7 separate regions of the Mus musculus genome follow, and regions 1, 2, 3, 4, 5 and 6 are each linked to region 7. Evidence: chromatin contacts called from public HiCAR-type, HiChIP or PLAC-seq and promoter capture Hi-C data. All regions are on one chromosome and are shown on one strand. Each heading gives the region's core, a stretch centred on a gene start, on an enhancer-like site or on the middle of the called end of the contact. The rest is flanking DNA. Distances are from core to core; before and after follow the strand shown. Region 1 overlaps Foxo1 (forkhead box O1). Region 2 holds the start of Smad9 (SMAD family member 9). Region 3 overlaps Spg20 (spastic paraplegia 20, spartin (Troyer syndrome) homolog (human)). Region 4 holds the start of Rfxap (regulatory factor X-associated protein). Region 5 holds the start of Alg5 (asparagine-linked glycosylation 5 (dolichyl-phosphate beta-glucosyltransferase)). Region 6 overlaps Maml3 (mastermind like transcriptional coactivator 3). Region 7 holds the start of Nhlrc3 (NHL repeat containing 3).

Evidence for each region. Promoter capture Hi-C pulls out the DNA fragments that hold promoters and counts their contacts. HiCAR-type assays count read pairs that join an accessible place to other places. HiChIP or PLAC-seq counts read pairs in DNA pulled down with a chosen protein or histone mark.
Region 1: an H3K4me3 HiChIP or PLAC-seq map of the 230-238 cell line shows a contact between it and region 7, with 6 times the contacts expected there. The contact joins the enhancer-like site here to the promoter of Nhlrc3 in region 7. A contact is called at or near these places in 3 of 39 promoter capture datasets (the C10 cell line, embryonic stem cells and hippocampal neurons), 5 of 115 datasets of contacts at active chromatin or transcription factors (the 230-238 cell line, bone marrow-derived macrophages, extraembryonic endoderm stem cells and 2 more) and 2 of 9 other capture datasets (adipose tissue and liver).
Region 2: a promoter capture Hi-C map of liver shows a contact between it and region 7, with 7 times the contacts expected there. The contact joins the promoter of Smad9 here to the promoter of Nhlrc3 in region 7. A contact is called at or near these places in 3 of 39 promoter capture datasets (hippocampal neurons and liver), 4 of 115 datasets of contacts at active chromatin or transcription factors (astrocytes, bone marrow-derived dendritic cells, differentiating embryonic stem cells and 1 more) and 1 of 9 other capture datasets (adipose tissue).
Region 3: a promoter capture Hi-C map of liver shows a contact between it and region 7, with 4 times the contacts expected there. The contact joins the enhancer-like site here to the promoter of Nhlrc3 in region 7. A contact is called at or near these places in 3 of 39 promoter capture datasets (hippocampal neurons and liver) and 1 of 9 other capture datasets (liver).
Region 4: a promoter capture Hi-C map of pre-B cells shows a contact between it and region 7, with 2.8 times the contacts expected there. The contact joins the promoter of Rfxap here to the promoter of Nhlrc3 in region 7. A contact is called at or near these places in 3 of 39 promoter capture datasets (liver and pre-B cells), 2 of 484 Hi-C or Micro-C datasets (CD4 T cells and erythroblasts), 2 of 115 datasets of contacts at active chromatin or transcription factors (bone marrow-derived dendritic cells and double positive thymocytes) and 2 of 9 other capture datasets (adipose tissue and liver).
Region 5: an H3K27ac HiChIP or PLAC-seq map of bone marrow-derived dendritic cells shows a contact between it and region 7, with 12 times the contacts expected there. The contact joins the promoter of Alg5 here to the promoter of Nhlrc3 in region 7. A contact is called at or near these places in 8 of 39 promoter capture datasets (the C10 cell line, the HPC-7 cell line, HPC-7-derived erythroid cells and 5 more), 10 of 484 Hi-C or Micro-C datasets (B cells, CD4 T cells, CD8 T cells and 6 more), 17 of 115 datasets of contacts at active chromatin or transcription factors (astrocytes, bone marrow-derived dendritic cells, bone marrow-derived macrophages and 11 more) and 5 of 9 other capture datasets (adipose tissue, embryonic stem cells, liver and 2 more).
Region 6: a HiCAR-type map of astrocytes shows a contact between it and region 7, with 2.8 times the contacts expected there. The contact joins the enhancer-like site here to the promoter of Nhlrc3 in region 7. A contact is called at or near these places in 3 of 39 promoter capture datasets (the C10 cell line, embryonic stem cells and pre-B cells), 5 of 115 datasets of contacts at active chromatin or transcription factors (astrocytes, double positive thymocytes, epiblast stem cells and 2 more) and 1 of 9 other capture datasets (liver).

The regions. Positions count from the first base shown.
Region 1 is chr3:52,341,557-52,344,256 of GRCm38.p6, reverse strand. All of the region lies in intron 1 of Foxo1 (forkhead box O1), which reads right to left. Among named protein-coding and RNA genes, the nearest start is that of Foxo1, 75 kb to the right of the region's middle. Within about 2 kb of position 1,251, at least 78 of the 459 cell types and tissues checked have an H3K27ac peak or open chromatin away from gene starts, as enhancers often do. A contact at or near this core is called in the 230-238 cell line, adipose tissue, hippocampal neurons and 1 more, where this site is marked.
Region 2 is chr3:54,754,288-54,756,987 of GRCm38.p6, reverse strand. It overlaps Smad9 (SMAD family member 9), which reads right to left and starts at 1,406. Exons shown (of 6, transcript NM_019483.5): 1 at 1,294-1,406.
Region 3 is chr3:55,127,863-55,130,798 of GRCm38.p6, reverse strand. It overlaps Spg20 (spastic paraplegia 20, spartin (Troyer syndrome) homolog (human)), which reads right to left. Exons shown (of 9, transcript NM_144895.2): 7 at 2,424-2,582; 8 at 2,210-2,300. Among named protein-coding and RNA genes, the nearest start is that of Ccdc169, 11 kb to the left of the region's middle. Within about 2 kb of position 1,313, at least 26 of the 459 cell types and tissues checked have an H3K27ac peak or open chromatin away from gene starts, as enhancers often do. A contact at or near this core is called in liver, where this site is marked.
Region 4 is chr3:54,806,461-54,809,160 of GRCm38.p6, reverse strand. It overlaps Rfxap (regulatory factor X-associated protein), which reads left to right and starts at 1,370. Exons shown (of 3, transcript NM_133231.2): 1 at 1,370-1,962. The coding sequence starts at 1,486.
Region 5 is chr3:54,734,044-54,736,837 of GRCm38.p6, reverse strand. Alg5 (asparagine-linked glycosylation 5 (dolichyl-phosphate beta-glucosyltransferase)) reads right to left here and starts at 1,299. Exons shown (of 10, transcript NM_025442.3): 1 at 1,189-1,299. The coding sequence starts at 1,254. Exosc8 (exosome component 8) reads left to right here and starts at 1,474. Exons shown (of 11, transcript NM_027148.3): 1 at 1,474-1,830; 2 at 2,506-2,542; 3 at 2,672-2,735. The coding sequence starts at 1,814.
Region 6 is chr3:51,787,673-51,790,372 of GRCm38.p6, reverse strand. All of the region lies in intron 2 of Maml3 (mastermind like transcriptional coactivator 3), which reads left to right. Among named protein-coding and RNA genes, the nearest start is that of Gm46803, 81 kb to the right of the region's middle. RefSeq lists an enhancer at 1-2,521. Within about 2 kb of position 1,417, at least 277 of the 459 cell types and tissues checked have an H3K27ac peak or open chromatin away from gene starts, as enhancers often do. A contact at or near this core is called in astrocytes, epiblast stem cells, liver and 1 more, where this site is marked.
Region 7 is chr3:53,461,942-53,464,641 of GRCm38.p6, reverse strand. It overlaps Nhlrc3 (NHL repeat containing 3), which reads left to right and starts at 1,384. Exons shown (of 7, transcript NM_172501.2): 1 at 1,384-1,582; 2 at 2,178-2,330. The coding sequence starts at 1,499. It overlaps Proser1 (proline and serine rich 1), which reads right to left and starts at 847. Exons shown (of 13, transcript NM_173382.2): 1 at 323-847. The coding sequence starts at 367.

The DNA of each region.
Region 1 (2,700 bases), core at 2-2,501, 1.1 Mb after region 7:
CTGCTCTAAGCAAAGCACTAACTTTAGGACACTGTAGAGAGTATGCCGTCCAGAGTGGTAACTAGAGGGGGGCCGGGCTGAAGCAAGCTCCCCTAAGTGAGGTGAGGCCCTTCTGCTCCTACTCAGTGGATGTGCTGATAGGATACTACAACAAAGCCACCGCAAATGTGTGCAAACTGCAAACCCACAGGAGAATACAAGAGGAAGGCAAGGAACCCCCAGCATGACTTCTGACGTTTGGGGGATCCTGTGGTACAAATCTGGGAATGTGAAGAACACTTAGGCTTCCTGCCCCAGCACAGTTGCTACATATTCACCTGGCAGCTCTGAAGGGGCCTAATGCCCAGTCCAGGGACAGAATTCTGGATGTCTCACAATCCTCAGAGCAGAGCTATGCAGAGCTATGCACCTGGCTTCTCAAATTTTTGGCCTTCTCTGCCAACCTAGTACAAGGCTTAGTTGCCCAAATACTCTGTGACCCCTGTTGGACCACAAAAGGCTCTAACTAGATTTGTGGTCACCCAAGGAGGCAGCCACAGTGCCCACATCCTCATGTTGTTGACGGCGACTGAAGGTGCTTAAAGTGCCAACCGTTCTACCAGATCAGAACAATATACAGGGCCAGACTTCTCTGTGACCCTGAGCACATTAGTGCCTTTTCTCAACAAGAGATGGAAAACAAAGTGAGTGTAATGGTAATCTCACTTAGTAAAAAGAGACAAAAGTCAGACACAGACCTAAGAGAGCTTAGAAACCCTTATTTCAAAATGCATTCTGCACTACATTCCACCCAAGGATTGCAACACAACAGCTATGTGTTAAGTCCTGCTGCCAGGGTGCAGAGTGAGGGCGGATCAGACATGGCCCAACAGGAGCTTTCTGGTTGGATGCCAGGCAGGTATGTGGGTATGTGGCAGTGGTAGTCTCTCCTGAGGCTTCATTCTGTTCTTTCACTTACGATCTATCTCAGCTCTAGGTGTGTTATGAGGTCGTGAACTCCAAACATCTCCCAAAAGGCTAAGGAATACATTTCTTTCACGTTGTATCTCAATTCCATGTATTCTCAAAAACATTCCTTGTCCCCACCTCCCTGTCATCCTACCCCCACCAGAGCTACAGCTCTGGCTACTGTGTCCACCAAAACCAGTGATCAAAATCCCCAATTCCTCCTTAAAAAGCAGCAGCCTGCCTGGGCAAGGCCTGGAAAGCAGCCAGCCCTGTAACTGCATTCTCCAAAGCCACCTACATGCTGGGAGTCTGGGCACCGTATCTTCCATGACAATTTGTTCTTTAAACACAATAGCCACACAGATAAGCTCTGATAGGCCTCTACAAGAGAGGGAGCTTGCTCCGGTCCTGTCACATTTAGTTAATAATACAGAGAGTATAGGAGGCGATCCTTCCAGAGATCAGCTTCCTGACTGCCTGACTAACAGGGGGGGGTACAGCTCTATAAGCCTGAGGCAGTTCTGCCAGACGCCAGGGCTGGGGTGGGGGGCGTTTTCAGCAGGACCAAAGAAGACATAATAACGAAGACTCCTAAAAAGTTTAAAAATAGTTCACTAACTTCAGGGTTAGTATCCACTAAATGCTTGGACGACTTCTGCTTATTGTTGGTTGGGTTTTTGTTTTTGGTTTTTTTTTTTTTTGGACATAGCAATCCTTAACTTATCAAAATATCGCACTACATATTTTTCTGAGGACATTTCAGGTCACTCTGTGTAACAGAGCTGTATACTAACTTTGCCAACAATTACCCACCCACCCCCACAACAGGAAAACGTTTGCTGTGCAGAGCTTGTTACATAAATTCCTGTTTTTCATGCAGCCAGTGGGACACTAAAGAGGAGCAGGCTTGAGGTGCTATGTCCACAATACTCTGCTGGGAGCTGCCTGCAACTGATGGAGCTCTGGGATTTTATACTCTCAGCATTCTCTCCCAGCAAGCATTCTGTGAGGAAACAGACAACCAGTGCTACACACTTATTCAAAGCCTGTGTCTGTACGATACCACTAGAGAAGGGCCAAGGCAACCATCTCTCTGTACCAACCACACTGCCCTCCCTGCTGGCTTTCTGGGCTCAGGGGAGCCGCAGACACATTCCTGATGCTTCTGGATGGCTGAACACTGCAAGCACATGCTAAGGGAGCCTGACACAAGCCAGTTCTGCCAGAAAGGTAGACACAAACCTGGTGTACCCCGATGCTCAACCTGTTCTGCTCCTGAGCACTCTGCTCTATGCCCCTATAGACCAGACTCCAAGTTCCTTAAACACAAGATTAAACTTAAGTTTCTAACCTCAAAGCCTCTAACAGGTGTTCTACACACATGAGCTCAATAAAACTTTGTTGACTGACACCCCAAAAACATTACAGGGAAGATGTGAGGTTTTAGGCATCTCTTAGGCATCTACCATTCATGTTCCACATTAGGACAGCTCATGGTACAGACAGCAGAAAAGGAAATAGGAAGGAAGGAGGACCCAGGCTACCCTCCAGAGGTTCTGTGAAAGGAAGGGAATAGTAAGAGTCATTTGACAAACCAACAGATGACCCCCACAGAGCTTTCTAGGAGCCGTCAACTTCCTCAGCTTCTATGTCAAGGACAGTTCAACATACTCAACAAGGCAGCATGTGTAAAAATGCCCGTCTCCATCAATAGGAATGAAGTTAGTTAATAACACTACTAGGACACCAGCA
Region 2 (2,700 bases), core at 157-2,656, 1.3 Mb before region 7:
AAAGGCTGGCTTGCAGGAAGCTGCCTTGTCACCAAGGAGTCTGTTTTCAGAAATACTTGACACCTTGATAATCTTAGCATATTTTAAAGGTTCCTTATTTATAAACTACCACACCGGTTTCTTAACTGTGATGTCCTTGGATAATCAACCACAGATCTAAACTCATGTTCCTGGCTTTCTAAAGGCAGAGCATTGAATCCTGGTCGTTTGCTAGAGAGTGTGCTAGGGCTGAATTTTTATTTCCTTTTTAAAATATAAATGAATAGTTTTTTAAGTGTAAACATCCGAAGGCATTCCTTCTCATTGACAGGCATGCTAGCACATTTCACAACCACAAATCCTCCCGAGGAGTGGCCTAGGAAGCGGCAATGATTTAAAGGGCCGAAGACTACCGTTATTCTCCACTCCCGTTGCTAATTACATTTTTACAGAACGTCGTCAGCAAGCCATAAAAGTAAAAATGATTCCTAGTGTTCTGTGGCTGTGCATTTGACCGAATTACATACAATTTGCTTCCAAAAGGAGATCCACTTCATTTGTAGGTTATTTCTCAGGAGGACCAGTTCCAGTCCAGAGATAGGCTGACGCTAACGGAGGACCTCAAAACTATCATTTTAAATTGCCATGGTAGAGAGAGGGAGAGAGGGGAGGGAGTAAGAAGTGCAGCGATTAGCCACCCTTAAGAAGGTTCCCCACACGCCTCCCACAAGGCCGGCGTCAGTCAGTCGCCTGCATCTGTCCCCACCTCGCCCCCTCCTGTCTGCGCAGCGCTGGCACCCAATGGTAGGCCCAGGAGAAGACAAACACAACCCAACAGCTACAGACACTCAACATTCCTAACTTTTTTTCTTCTCTTTCTCACTGTGTATGCCTCAAAGGTAAGCAGAGAAGGAAAAAAAAAATGACATGAGTATGAAATAAGGCTTCGTAGCCAAGGGTGCCCTGGAGTTTTAAAATCTCCCCCAGAGTCACAATAACTACCTTACACGCACTCACACTAGCCTCTTTACTGTCATGCTCTGCAGCAAAGGACTACTTCCCGGAGCTGAGCTCCAGGGCGCCTGTCCCTGGGTACAGGACAGTGTGCATCCTTCTGCACTCGGCCCACGCGCATCCCGCATCCCTGCCCACGCCCCGGGTCACGCGTCGCGCCATAGGTCCCAGGTGCTGGGATGCCGCGGAGCCCTCGCACACTACAGACACCACCCAGGTTCTCCACGGAGAACCAAGTCCCACGCCTGGGGACCTCAGGGGCCTCCCGAGTGCCCACGCCCGCGGCATGGCAGCGCTTACCTGTCCGAGAGGTGCCACGCGTGCCCCCCGCGCACTCCGGTTGCGCGGTAGCTGCAGGGTCGGCCGGGCGGCGGCGGGACCGAGACAGCGGCTCCAGAGGCGTCAGTCAGGCTGGAGCCTCCTCCTCGGCCGCCCGCGTGAGTGCGCCGCGCTGGAAGGGCGCCAGGCGGCCGTGCGCGCAGCCCCAGCCAGGAGGGGCCAAGCGCCCTGGCCGCGCCACGCTCCCCGCCCCGCCGCGCACCCGCCCGCTCTGCACATCATGCCTGCAGAGAGCCTTCAGGGACAGAGGAGTCTCCGGGTCATCCCCAGAAAATGTCCTTCCCACCTGGACAGGCTGTAGGCAGCAGAGGGAGGGGGGCGGTTGTCCTCCCCTCCCCTTGCTCCAGGAGAGGCAGACAGGACCACCAACCATGCCTGTCTCCTGAACCGCAGAGTCCTGGTCCCTGGAGGCCACGCTTACTGGCTGTCTGTTCCTCTGAGGCATGACTGGCCCTGGCATCAGCCCAAGAACATCTAAACGAGCTGAGTGGCAAGCAGAGTTTCAAACCAGTTCTATAATATGTAGGTTGTGATTTCTTATCCAGCGTAGAATACATGCTACCTAATCTACTCATGATATACATCATGGGCACGAGGAACCTTCCTGCCCAGTGGCCTGGCTATCTCCTAGGTTGCCTGCCTCTGAAAAGCCGCTTGGAAAGTGGCACCGGTATGCCGAAGGCCTTTGATCCCTCACCAAACCTCCTTATAGGTCTTCCAAGAGGAAGAGGATGGTACAGGGCCACCTCAGTCAGCCCCAGAACACAAATGTCCACTAAGAGGCCAAGGCACCTTTGAAATGTAAACGAAGGTCCTTCGGTTGAACTTCTTTTTCTAATCCTCAAACCTCCGCTTTCTGGAACACGGGTAGTTTTGCATCATCATCCAAGTGTAGCCTAGGAGGGCCTTGCTTGTAAAAACAGATCGCAGAAGTTTAAATGCCTCTTTAACTTCAAATCGAAAGTGTCTTTCTACACCTGGCTCATCTACCCTGCTGTAACCGAGCTATGATAGGTTTCTGATTGACCTGGAGAGGAAGAAACCCCAGAAGAAATACTGTCCGGTGGTGGTGGAACGTTCCAAGCCATGGGCTGGAAGAGGGCTGTGCTTTGTGTATATTTAGAGGCAAGTAAACTAATTAGGTTCTCTGAATCGATACCTTGCAGCTCAGGGATTCCACCCCCCTCCCAGAAATGATATTAAAGAAAGAAGTGATCCAATCAGATTCGGAAGAAGCACAAACTGTTGGAAGACCTCTGCTAAGCAGGCTCAAGCTTCCACAATGGAGGCTGTGAGTTCACAGAAGTCAAGAGACATGTAGGAAGGGGTAGGGGTGGGACGGGCCTTTGTGTGTCCTCTGCCCTTTCT
Region 3 (2,936 bases), core at 64-2,563, 1.7 Mb before region 7:
GAACAGAATAAAGTAACACTAATACACAGCACTGCAGGAGTGAACTCACTCAGAACCTTGCTAAAATACCTTGTTCATCACACCGGTCTCCTCCCTAACAATCTACACAGAGAGAAAACAGAACAGCACCTCCACTTTCCCTGCTAAGAAATGGTGATCATAATTCACTCTGTATCTATTTTCAGCTCCCTGGTTAACAATGGCAGCCAAGTTCATCTGTCATGTTCCTTTGATTTGAAGGCACACCCCCACGGAGAAAACAAAACAATTTAGGATGGAAATTAAATTTAGTCCTACCTAAGCCCAAAGCTATCTAAATTATGGTAGATTAATGGTGCAGAGGTCAGTCCAGAGCTTGAAGTTGAGTAGACAGCCCTTCAAGGACAGAGCGGGCACAGCACTCTGCCCTGACTGAGCAACATGGGACCTGGCTTACATCATAGCTCTGCCACTCAACTAGGGATGGAAACTCTAACAAGTTTCTAACTTTTAATGCTTTGGTTTTCTTGTCTATAAAACTGATAGAAATGTTAAATTAATATAATACACGAGAAACCCTGAACACAGTTCTAATTTGTAAGTATGAACCCAAAGAGTAGCTCTATTCATACATTTTTTCACATGCATATTCTGAGCATGTGAAGGCCTAAAGCCAACGTAGTCCTTGATCACTTTCCACCTTATTAACTGAGGCAGAGTCTCTCACTGAACCCAGAGATCTCCAATTCCATCTTGCTGGACCGATTGCCCTGGAACCCATCTCTGCCTCCCTTGCTAATGTGCTTGTGTGACCTTATGTTGGTTTGGGGTCTGAGCTCCAGACTTGTAAGGCCAGAGCTTTATCCACTGAGCCTCTCTACAGTCCTACTGGTCCCTCTTCATCAATAAATAGTAAGGTCCAAACTAACTAAGCTAAGAAAACAACTTGGCTCTCACTAGGTTAGGTTTACATTTTTTAAGATCCAAATTTCTCTAATCCAGACAGAAGAAAGAGAATATGACCAAAAGTATTATCCAGGCACATGTGAAATGATTTTGTACACGATTTTGTACAATATACACTGAAAAGACCCTAAGTTCAAACAAAGAAGACACCCCCAAAATGGCATTTTAAATTTGTTCTTTAATAACACTGCCAAAGTATTTGTTTCTCAAAAGTAAGTGGAACAAGGCATATGGGGCCACTCTGGCCTGGTTTAAACTTTACTTTGTGTAGCTTGTTGGTGACTCAGTAAAGTTGCTCTTCTCACTGACTCCATTCCACAGTTCCACTCCACAACTGCTGACCACTAACAAAACAAACAGCTGACACCAGAGTTCTGAGTGACTTCCCCTTTCACAGTTTTTCTAAAGCAGCTAGCCTACCTCCCCACCCCACCCCGGATACTAAAGCCAAAATCCTATGGACCTTAATAAAGTCACAGGCCCTCTTTCCTCTCCTTTGTGGAATGTCTGACTCCCCTGTGCTGTCTTCTGGCTGAGGCCCCCTGACTGAAGACTGTCTGTGGGGTCTCCTCTTCTCCATGGGCCTGCAGTGAAATGCCTTTGACATCCTGTGCTTCGTGCTGCCCTGCCGTGTCTCACCAGCACACGGCAATCTCTCCTTCCAGTCAGATCTGAGAAGCCTCCTGGGACAGAGGCACCTGGCTCTGAGATGGACACAGGCTTTAAGTCACCTGCCAAGGGGACGAGGTCTGACAGCAACCAGCAGGGCACAGTGAAGTCACCTCTCTCCAGAGACCTCAAATCCAAAGTACACAGAAAACATACCGCCAACTGTCAGCTACTCTGTACACATCCATTTCTGTCCTGTCTACTTAATGACTCAAATAGAAGATAACTGTCTCTCTAGCCCAATATAAATGTGCAAGGGGAATCAGAACTTAGCCATGGCACACTAATGAGCTAATGTTAAAAGGGGCCTCAAACCCAATCAAGTCCTTTTCTTCTCAAGCAAACACTATATCAGAATTATATAATTAAAAATTAAACATATTCTTTGCATTAATGAACATTTACAACAATTAGTAGCACAAATCAAAGCCTCAGGAGTTCGGTCAGTAGACTAAAAATGTTCCCTATTTAGCAAACAGTGAATGGAAAGAAGTAAGTTTATCAGAAACCTAACTAGAAGGAAGCACATGACTCTCAGCGGTGGGGCCGAGCTGATGGCACTAGAGCCTGACTCTCCACATGAAACTGTACTCACTTGTATCTCACAGTCTGTACAGTTTCTGCAGACACGTTGTTAACGATGCATTTAGCTGCACATTCCAACCCTTGCCAGACAGTTGAGAATCCTGTAAACATATTTAAAAGTCAGTCTCACATAAAGAGCAAGCCTGAGTTTCTTGGGTAGCTCTGTGCTCACCCAGAAACACAGCAAGAATTAAAGAACAAAATAAACCCAGGCCTTTTGTTACCTTGAACACTACTCGCTGCCACGACCATGGCGCCATCCAGGGCAGATTTCCCGTCTTTGTCCCTCTTCAGGGATTCCGGAACCAGTTTGCTTCCGTGCTTCTTGACGTGTGGAGCAAGTTCTTTACCAACACAATTCGCTACTGTGCAGACGCCGTCAACTAACACAACCATAGAGAAAAGACTCAGAAATCGCTCCCTTGACTTCAGCACCAGCACCGAACAACGTTCCCAAATGGCCATCCACAACCCGTTTCTGGCATGGTGTTACTGTGCCTGCTAGGTGAACCTCGGCAGGCCCTAAAGTGATTTGAAGCTCTGTTTGTGGTATCTACAGAGACCCTGCCCCTCAGGCAGAGTTCAGTTTGAAAGAAAATCATCCACTTTTATTTTTCTGATTCAAAGAAGGCTTAGTATCAAAAAGATAGTGCTAGTCAATTTAATTGGAAATCCACTAGAGATCTATACAACTATATAAAAACAAATTTTAGTGATTCTAAAGTGTCACCTGGGAA
Region 4 (2,700 bases), core at 121-2,620, 1.3 Mb before region 7:
TGCTGGTGAGATGGCTCAGTGGGTAAGAGCACCCGACGGCTCTTCCAAAGGTACCACATAGTGGCTCACAACCATCCGTAAGGAGATCTGACTCCCTCTTCTGGAGTGTCTGAGGACAGCTACAGTGTACTTGCATATAATAAATAAATAAACAAACAAATAAAGAATTCAAACAAAGGCTGGGCGTGGTGGCGCACGCCTTTAATCCCAGCACTGGGAAGGCAGAGGCAGGTGGATTTCTGAGTGGATTTCTGAGTTCGAGGCCAGCCTGGTCTACAGAGTGAGTTCCAGCACAGCCAGGGCTATACAGAGAAACCCTGTCTGTCTCAAAAAAACAAAAACAAACAAAAAAGAAAGAAAAGAATTCAAACAAACGTAATAAAAATAAGTAATAACAATAATAATAACCTAATAATCCTATTGAAATGGGCGATGTAGTTGGTTCACAAAGGAAAGCATGCAAAGACCAACAGGTGTATGTAATATACATCCCTAATCCTGAAGAACAGTGTTATCTATCTCATCCCAGATGAAACGGTTATTATCAGAGATAAGATATCTATCGAGCACTGGCGGGGGTTGGGGGAATACGGGAAAAGGGACCTCTCCTACACTGCTAGTGTGAACGCCAACCCGAGCACCCACTATGGAAGACAGAGAGCAGCTTGTGGGGAAAATAAAAACAGAACTGTCACATGAGTCAACAATCTCATTACTGGGAATGTCAGAAAAGGCAGGAGCGTCCGCACTGGGTAGAAACCCTAAGGCGAACCAGAGCTTGTGAGCAAGCTTTCCTCCATGTCCCCATGGGACTTGACTGGGATGCATTAGCCAAATAAACCGTTTCCTCCTCGAGTTGTTTCAAACTCCTCTTCAGGCCTCTCGGGAACCTAATCTATCCAGAGACGTTCCAGGAGAGACGCGTTTTGAACCCGTCAGGGAGGATGGGTCCAGGCAGAAAGTGTCTCCTGGCCGTCCTCCAGTCTCCATTCTCCAGTCTTTCCAACTGGTGAGCGCCAGGCGAGCGGAGGACAGCTGCGCATGCGCAATCGGGACTTCTGTCAGCCGCTCCGCCCCGCCTGGAAGGAGACAGGGTTTCTCTGTGTAGCCCTGGCTGTCCTGGAACTCACTTTGTAGACCAGGCTGGCCTCGAACTCAGAAATTTGCCTGCCTCTGCCTCCCGAGTGCTGGGATTAAAGGCATGCGCCACCACGACCGGCTGTCAGCCGGGTTCTTGGTCAGCCTGCACCTAGGAATCGCTTGCGGATGGCCGCCGCGCAGGCGCAGTCGGTTCTGTCTCGCACCTGCTCAACCCCGCCCCTCTCGCCGTTCCCAAGCAGAGGCTCGCGGACCGCTACGGCGCACGCGCAGTGCAGTGCTGGCGGTTCGGCTCCGGGACGTGCGGCGGGCTGCCGCTTGTCGAGTACGGTTGTGTTTCTCAAGAGCTGACGGGCCGCGGTGGCGGACCCGGGCTCGGGCGGCAGCACGGAGGCGCAGGCTGTGCCCGAGGGCTCGGGGCCGAGCACCGCCAGTCCCCGGACGGCCCCTCCGGTGACGGTGCTGGTGATGCGGCAGGACGAGGCCGAGGCGGACGGCGCTCTGAGGCCGGGCCTGGCGGGGAGTGAGGCGGCGGCAGACGCCGAGGACGAGGCGGGGGACGACGACGCCGACCTGCTGGACACATCGGACCCGGCGGGCGGCGGCGAGAGTGCGGCCAGCCCGGAGGAGCTGGAGGACGAGGACGCGGAGGGTGGCGGCGCAGCGCGCAGGCGAGGCTCCAAGACCTGCACGTACGAGGGCTGCCGCGAGACCACCAGCCAGGTGGCCAAGCAGCGCAAGCCCTGGATGTGCAAGAAGCACCGCAACAAGATGTACAAGGACAAGTACAAGAAGAAGAAGAGCGACCAGGCACTGGGCTCTGGCGGCCCGTCCGCGGCCAGCACAGGCAACGTCAAACTGGAGGTATGCTTGCTCCTCGGGGCCCCGGGGCCAGGGCAGATGGGTGCCAACCTACTTGGTACACACTCAGGGTCTCCCCAAGGGCTCATCCTCTGCTCCAGCTGACATGGGCACTTTGGAGGTGATCTACACCTCTCCTTAGTAAACCCTTCCCAGTGTCTACCCCGAGGCATCCGGCACATTGACACACCCTGTTGGTTTTCTGTAACTTTGGTGACTTTGTTTTTTTTTCTTAGACTCCCTGGCCCCTGAGAAAAGTTGGATTGACAGTGGGGTAGTAACTTACAGCACACATGGGCGTTGCTCGGTTGCTTGATTCAAGTCAAGCTTGGAAGAGAGACGCCAGTGCCCTGCAATTGGGCTTCTGCTGCTAGCTGTCTGTATTTAGGTCCATTATTCATCTCCCTTAAGTCTCGGCTCCCTCGTCTTTTGCCCTTAAGATAATGCCCAATTAGTGTTTCTTCGGATTTATTTTGGTTAGGTGAAAATTATAAGTGGTGTGCATTTCAGCTCAGACCCAGCAAAGTCCACCTAAGTATTAGAGCTGTTTAAAAAACAAAACAAAACCCGTAAAAAGTAGAAAGACTCCTTACCACAGAAGTTCCTTTTGAAGGGGAACTTCTAACATTTGTGGAAGTTTGGCCTAGATGACTCAAAATTATTGCTACTATAAACGTCTGATTTTTGTGGTATTAGCATTATCCTACCTACACAGTGCAAGGCCTGGAGTTGTGAAGACAT
Region 5 (2,794 bases), core at 50-2,549, 1.3 Mb before region 7:
GGAATTAACTTATTACAGTAAAGTTTTAGAAGGAAGTCCTTATAGAAATAAATGCAGATGATTTAGAGATGAAATGTTATTTGGAATTGTTTTAAATTTATTTTCAAAAGTGGGCGGAGGCCGAGCATGGTGGCGCACGCCTTTAATCCCAGCACTCGGGAGGCAGGCGGATTTCTGAGTTCGAGGCCAGCCTGGTCTACAAAGTGAGTTCCAGGATAGCCAGAGTTATACAGAGAAACCCTGTCTCAAAAAAAAAAAAAAAAAAAAAAAAAAAAAGTGGGCGGAGAGAAAGAATGCCAACAGGCAGATGGAAAGTAGGCTTCAAGATGCAACGCACTGCACACCAAGTGCAACATGCTTGCAGTAAAATAAAGGGTACCTCTACTCGTTCAAGCCAGTGGGATCTAGTACAGTCCACACAGCCTCATCGTGCACACACAGTCAGCTAAGTCTGTATAAAGGATTCAAAGTAAAGTGGCCACAACCCGGAACGTGGCCAACAAAGTTCAGATTTGTTCCAAGCCTTTAAAGAAGGCATTTTAGTGAGAGAGGGCGCCTGGCTTCACCGGACACACAGCGACAGTCATCTGGCTACACCACTCCAAGACTGTGCATGTGCACATGTACATTGGCTAGGTGGCAGAGGCCTTTCTGGCCACCTGTCTCAATACAGGCAAGCTTTTCAGAATCTGCTTTCTGAATGAGTTACAGGCTCCTTTTCAAACTATGTGGCAGAGTTTAGTTGGCAAATATGTCCTCTTCTACATAATCAGAAGGGGTCTGCCACGTTTCTACAGGAATGGCAAAGAAAACGCTAAGGTGCCTGATTCTCAAGCAAAAAAACCCAAAACAAAACAAAAAGACCCCTGGCCAAAATGAATAGAACGCCGTCTGGGCCTATCTTTTGCTGACCCATCGTCCCTAGCCTTATGGATCGGCCGCTCTTTCCAGCTGCAGTGCATATGGGAGCCCCAGGAAGAAGACTGGGGAGTGGCGTGGAGGGGTGACAGGCGGGGGTTCAGAAGCAGGAGCCCCGAAAAGCTGGGCGGAGGCTCTGGGCACTCAAATAGGGTTCCAAAGGGGAACAAAGGTTCAAAGGATTTCAGGGAATCTGAGGCCAAGGGAGCCAAGCACGCGAGGGAAGCGCGGAAGGGACACCCGGAGCACCGGACTCCACCACGGTCTCACCAGAATGAGCGCGGCAGCCGCCAGCGCCACGCCGAGCCCCAGCAGCTGCAGTAGCAGCGTAGCCATCCCGCAGCTCCACACTTGCGGAAGCGCGGTGCGGCGCCGCGCCCCGCCCCAGCCGGCCCCGCAGGAGAGGCCGGCCTAGCCCTCGCCCGCCGCCCGCAGCGCCCCCGCCTGGCCGTGCCCCGCCACGGCAGGAAAGCCGAGGCCTCCCCGCAGCGCCCCCGCGCGGCTCCGCCGAGGACTGCAGGCCGGTCACCGAGTGCGGCAAGTCAAAGCCCTGGACCTGTGCACTGGCTTCACCCCTCGCGCCGTGCAGAGCAGCCATCTAAGGATGCCCGGCGCCGTGGAGGGTTTTAGGGTCACCCCCTTTTCATCTCGTGCGCCTGCGTGTGTGTGGGAGTGTGTTCGTGCACAAGCGCGCGGGCCCGTGGGACCCCGCGAGATTGGCGACTAGCGGGACGCTCGGGGTGGCCGGAGCTGGCGTTAATGCCTCGGGCGCAGGAACACGGTAGCTGCACTTCCCTAACCCAGGATCCCTCCGAGTGCCCTGGGCTGGAGGCACGCCTGGCGACCGGAGGGCGCAGGCGCGGAGGGCTGCGCAGGCGCAGAGCGGGCCGGAAAAATGGCGGCTGGGTTCAAGTGAGTGGCGGCGCGCGCAAAGAGGGCCCGGGTGCGGGTGTGGCGCGCGGCGGCGGGTGGGGGCCCCCCCGAGGACTCGCGGGGCCGCGGGAGGGCTCTGCCCACTCGAGGCGCTGAGGGACACTGCATCCAGGACGGCCCGGACCTCTTAGCCGAGGGCCACGCCGCTCTCCACGCAGGGCCGCCCTCGGAAGGGACTGGGAAAGCGTTGGGCGCGCTCTGGTTAAACCCGGAGCCGCCCACGCGTGCAGCCTGCAAACTCGCGTCTGCGGTGCGTGCACCGTACCTACCTGCAGTCACTTGTGGCCGCGGGTCGGCGAGGAGGCCAAACGTATGTACAATACACTCTTCCGTGGTAAAGTTGTGGATGCTGGCGAGTGTGGTTTATAACGGCGCGAAGTCACGCTAAGGTCCCTGCTTCAGAGCACGAGTGATGTGACTGACACCCAGGTTGACCCTCTTCTGGGTGTGCCAAGGGCCTCTGTTCCTCCTGACTATGGCACAGTTAAGGTCACCGCTGGAAACCGGTTGCTGCTGTGTGGCTTTTATAAATACGGGCCACACAGTTTCAAACGCCTGAGCCTGTCGAGATCACGCCTCAGACACCACACTCTCAAGTTCTGGGTTTCTGCTTTAGGACGCACTGACTGAGACACGTTTTAAACATTGTTTCAGAACTGTGGAGCCGCTGGAGTATTACAGGAGATTTCTGGTGAGTGAAGGTGGTTTTGTACGTTAGAGCTGTGGGTAAAAACACCAAGCTTCGGTTCATTTAAATGAATGAGGCTTAATGCTGCGTACCCGAAATACATCTATGACCCGTTTCCTTATAAACATTTAGAAGGAAAACTGCCGTCCTGATGGAAGAGAACTTGGTGAATTCAGAGCCACAACTGTCAACATAGGTGAAGATAAACTTCCTTTTAGTTGGGTGGGACATCCTTGGTGTCACGTAGTTTTTCAG
Region 6 (2,700 bases), core at 168-2,667, 1.7 Mb after region 7:
ACTCTGAAGTTTGGGGACCAGTACTCAAGCCTCAAAAGTGGTGTCGGGATGGGCTAAGACAGAACGTGGTGACTAGGAAAAAGCGTGTCGTGACGTCCTAGGGCTTAGAGGGACACAGCTCATGGGCAGGGAAAAGTGAGGTGGGGTGAAGCTGGGAAATAGTCTGGGGTCACGTCATTTCCAGGATTCTACCCGCTGTGCTAACAGTGAAGAGAGGCCGCTGAAGACTGACAGGCAGGCTGTTCTAGTGCAGTTGTAGTTGCATTTTTGGAAACCTCCATCTGACCACACAGCTGGTGGAGGGGAGTGGGCACGGAGAGAATTATTTGGAAAGAACTTTAGCCCTATAATTTGAAGGCTGAGAGAACGGGGTGAGAAGAAAGAAAGACAGGAGTAAGTGAATGGAATTCAGTACAATAGACACCGCGCCCTGGAGGCCTACAGTAAGGGCCTTGCTGATATTGGAAAATGGACCTTGAAGGAGAGGGATGTATTGGTTGGAGCCTAGGTTCCTGACTTTTAAAATCAGAGTGACATTGATGCCCATAGGCCCTGAGAGAATAGACTGTCAGAGGAACGTCATGGCTGGGGTCTGCCCTAGAGGGATCCTGCAATATCATACACTTGCAAGGAACTAGAAAGAGGGAGACCCGCCCAGGAACTCTAAGGCTACAGAGGGACCACCTCAGCCCTTCCAAGGGTAGAGCGTTAGCGTCTGGGGCGACAAAGCAGTTGAGCGTCCCCCTGTCATTGTGGCTGCTTATAGCCCCGGTCTGGGAAAAGGTAAAGCTTAGGGGAACAGAAACTTGGCCTTTTCCTCATTTTCAGCTTTCCAAACCAAGCAGAGGCGGGCCATTTTCAACAGACACTACTGCCAATTAGAAGAGGCAAAAGACCAGCACAAAGTAGGCTCCCAAGATCTAGCCAGTTGAACTGAACCAAAACCATCCGCTTCCTGGGCCCCGAGAAGGTGCAACATGTCACAGGTCCTCAAGGAGAAAGGGGCTGGCAGGGAGGACCCCTGCATGAGAATTAAGACCTCTGTGACCCCCATCTGTTCCTCCTCTCCTCTCCCTCCTCTCCTGCTGCCATGGAGACCAGTCTGGAATGGCAGTAAGCCTTATGCCCCAGAGAAAACAATACAGTGTTTGAAGAGTGGAAGTTGGCCTCTAAGCACAAGCTCTGTCGCCCATCCCCCACAGCCCAGGATTCTTACAAAAGGCAGCTTTTTCCGCTAGAGGGTCAGAGCTCTGCTGTCCATCGATCTGCGTCCACTTTGTCCCTCGCTACTTCCGACTTGTTCATTTTTGAACTCACACCACACAGCCTGAGTGTCATGGGTCTGTTTAGTCGGAGAGGTGCTGATGTGACCGCGTCCCTTCTGCTCAGTGGCACAGAGCATCCCGCTCCTTTTTGTGTCTTTGAACCGCTGCTGTTGACTCACAGGCTGGAGCGGTTGGGCTGGGCTGAATTAGAAACAATGTAATCAACATCTCTATTTTTATCTCTGCTCTCTCCCCTCCCCACTGACTCACGGTTCTCTGTCTCAGAGCCCGGGATCTTAAAAGACTTGCATTAGATCCAGGGTGAATACGCACAGATGTGGTGTTTCTGCCATTCAAAGCCAGGAGTGGTTTTTCTTTTTCTTTTTTTTTTTTTCCTGATGCACTGGGCCCACACGTCAGTAGTGTTATTTATTGCCGTTCACTGCCATCTTCTTTGTGGCTGTGTTACAGCTCAAGCTGCCTTTCCCTCCTGAGGTCTAAGATAAATTTTGCAGACAAGGGAGGAACCCGGGTCTGATTTCTGAAATGAATCTTCAGAGAAAACTTCAGCACTGAACTAAAACTTTTAACTTTTCCCAGTTAATTCGGGAAGCCTGACCTGGAATCTACAGAAAGCAAAAACTAAATACAATATAGTAGTAGGTCCCCCCCCCCAAAAAAAAACCACCCCAACGATGAAGGATCTTTTTTTCCTGCCTAGACTTCTGCATGTTGATGTGTATTTTTAAATTTTTAATTCTATAGACATAGATATGCTAAGTGCTTGGAATTCTGAAGCCTTAGATTTGAGTCCCAACCTGATATTGCTTGCTATTTATAATCTTCAGCTGACAACTTAATTCCTATTTTTAAGATTTTTTTTGGTTTTATGATTATGTCTGCCTGAATGTATTTATATGCATCACATATGTGCAGGTGCCCACAGAAACCAGAAGAGGGCACTAGATTCCCCTGGAAGTAGATATACAATGATTGTGAGCCGCCCAGTGTGGGTGCTGGGAACCCAAACTGGGAATTCTCCAAAAGAAACACTCCTAACTGCTGAGCCATCTCTACAGTCCAAACATGTCATTTCTCCATGTCTTACTTTTCTGTTTTGTGAAATGGAGTTTGACCTCTCAAACATACGTTATATATCTTATAGAATTGTTCTGAGGATTAAAAAAAAATCTAACGAAAAAGCTTTAAAAATCTAGATTTCGTGAGGACTTTAAAACAAGGGCCAGCACATAACAATCTGTCCAAAAACAAATTAAAAAGTTGGCTATTTTCGTGCCTCAGGCCATATCTACCCGACTTAAGAAAAGTAATTCATCTTTAAAAGAATTTTCATGGGCCAGGGTGGTAGTTCAGTCAGTAAGGTGCTCAGGCATGGTGACCTATTTGGTCCTCACTATTCACATAAAAAGCCAGC
Region 7 (2,700 bases), core at 135-2,634:
CTTCCAGTGCCTAGTCACTCCTGTTACCGAACCATGTTAACATTGAATAAATGTCAGTCAACCAAAAGCTCAGTTATTACGGATTTACAGTTGGCTCCGGGGCTGTAGGTAGTACAAACGTAATTCCCGTACCACAATGACTTCCCAAGTTTAGCAGTGAGGTGGTTTATCTTCTATTTAAGCGGTGCAACGGACCAAGATGCAAGTTCTTACGTTACACAGGAAAGTTCAAGTTCCTCTGCTGACTACACACAACACCTCAAAGAAAGTAACTCACGACCATTATTATCTCAGACGAATTTCAGGGAACAAGGTCAATTACCTTTCGAATTTCATCCAGCACCGTCTCAAAGGACTTTTTGTCCATCTTGAGTACTATTCCGTCGTGACGTCTCACAGTTCTTGCAATTACAAAACGCTCATCCCAGGTTCGTCTCGTGGATAATACACCAGGAGGAGAAAGGAGGCGAGGAGGTAGAGTATTGCAAACTGCACCAAAACAAAACAAAAAATCCCAGAACGAAAACTTGGAAAAAGTTGGGTTTTTTTTTGTTGTTGTTTGTTTGTTTTTTTAAATAAAAATCAGACTTCAGTAGCTTCTTCACACAAAGCTTCAGCTGCTCAGAGCAGAGCGGGCTTGTGCGTTTGCAGAAATCAGGGCTCCGGAGGGTGCCGACAGCCGGGTGCTCCGGGGAAGGCCGCCGAGCCACGCTCCGCTCACCGCCGTGATCCGGGACACGTGGCCCCGCGGGCGCTCAGACCCGCCGATCCGCCCGATCCCGGGGTCCCGCAGCTCCGGCAACCGGCGGCCCCCGCAGGTCCTTTGTTACGGGCTTTCGTAGCTTCCGGGAGCGGGCGGGCGGCCGGGGCGCACTAGGAGCCGGACGAAGGGGGCCAGAGCCTTGCGAAGGGAGGCTCTCGAGCACCTCAGCGCTCATACGGCCAGGCGCCCAGCGGGTGCTCCCCTAAATGCCCCACCAGCTCCAGGGGACCTTTGATAGAGCGTGTCGCGCCCACAAGACGCAATGGTGCACCGCCACCTTAAGTCGCTTTTGCACAAATGATTAGTTTGGGGCGTCGGGGGGGGGGGGCGGGGTCCTAGTGTGGGAATATAGGCGTCCACGGCAGAAGCCTGAATGCTTGTGGAGCAGACGTGACTAAAGTCCTTTTCGGAGCGTGGTAGTCATTGTTTTAGTGTCACGATCCCCTAACTCTTCAGTTTCTCGGTGCTCTGTTTTGCTTCTTGAAAGTGAGTTTAAAGGAGCGAAGAGTAAGTAGGTCAGGAAGATCTGCGGACGCCGCCATCCTAGTGGCCAGGAGCACCTCGGCGTGGGGACCAGGGTCACTCGCTGGGCGCCTGACTCGGGGCGGAGCAAGGAGCAGGACACCCGGAATTAGTCTTCGGCGGTTCTCCGGTCGAGTTTCCCGGTGCTTTAGTCTGCCTCTGCCCTAGAGCCGGCTTCAGGCCTCGCTGACTTTCGCCTCCCAGACCCTCGCGATGGCGAGAGCCTGGGTCTGCCTGGCGGGCGCCGCCTTCTTCCTTTCCTGTCTGGTTTTGCATTCGCGCTTCTGTGGCTCGCTGGTAAATAGCAGGCAGAAGGCTGTGGGTGTGGGTGCCACCGAGGGGTACAGCCCCTGGGGTCCCAAACCTGCTCCCCTGGGGCTCAGCAGCTGACGACTCGTCCTCTCATTTAGTGTAAAAAGAATGCACGTGGGGCTGGGGAGGTGGCGCGGAGGTTGGGAGCTCGAGCAGCTTTTTCAGAGGACTCAGGTTCGATTCCCAGCACCAACTTGAAGGCTCACTCTCTCACTGTAACTCCAGTTCCAGGGAGCCTGATGCCCTCTTCTGGCCTTTGTGGGCACATGGTGCACATAAACTCACCCGAGCTCATGCACACAAGTCTAAATAAAAATAAGTAAACATCACACACACACACACACACACACACACACACACACACACACACTGGATTTTCCCCAGCTCTTACTACACTCTTAAGTCACACACACACACACACACACACACACACACACACTGGATTTTCCCCAGCTCTTACTACACTCTTAAGTCATCATTAGACTTTTCTTATGGTTGTTTTGATCTTTAGATATACAATCTTATTTCCGGCTACCTTCTGGTTGTCGAACTGAATCTGAGTATTTTGATTTTATTTGAGGTTTCAAGGACATTTTCTTTTCACGTTTCCTGGAGAATGGAGGACCCTCTTTTCCGGCTGGATTTGGGTTGGCCCAAGAATTCGGAATACTTCACTGGTGCAACATTTTGTGTTGCAGTTGATTCCCTCAACGGGTTAGTTTACGTAGCCCAAGTAAGTAGAATGCATTTTTTTTTTTTTTTAATATGTGAGCCTGTGAGGTCAAGAGAGACCAGAGTGTTAATGCGGTTATCAACTACCAGTGGTTTCCAGGATTGAACTCTGAGTGTCAGTCTTGCTTAGCAAACACTTTCATCTGCTCAGCCATCTCTTCAACTAGAGATTTTTTTTTAATTTTAATTATATACATTCAGTTTGATCACAACAGACAGGAATAATAAAAGAACAGTCAATCTGAGCATGACAAAAAGGAAAAAAAGAAGATGAACAGAAAGGAAAGAAGTGTTTCCCACCTAGATAGCCTGCTGCATTTATAGTATGCTAACTATGCAATTTAATTTTGAGTTGGCTTCAAGTGCACATT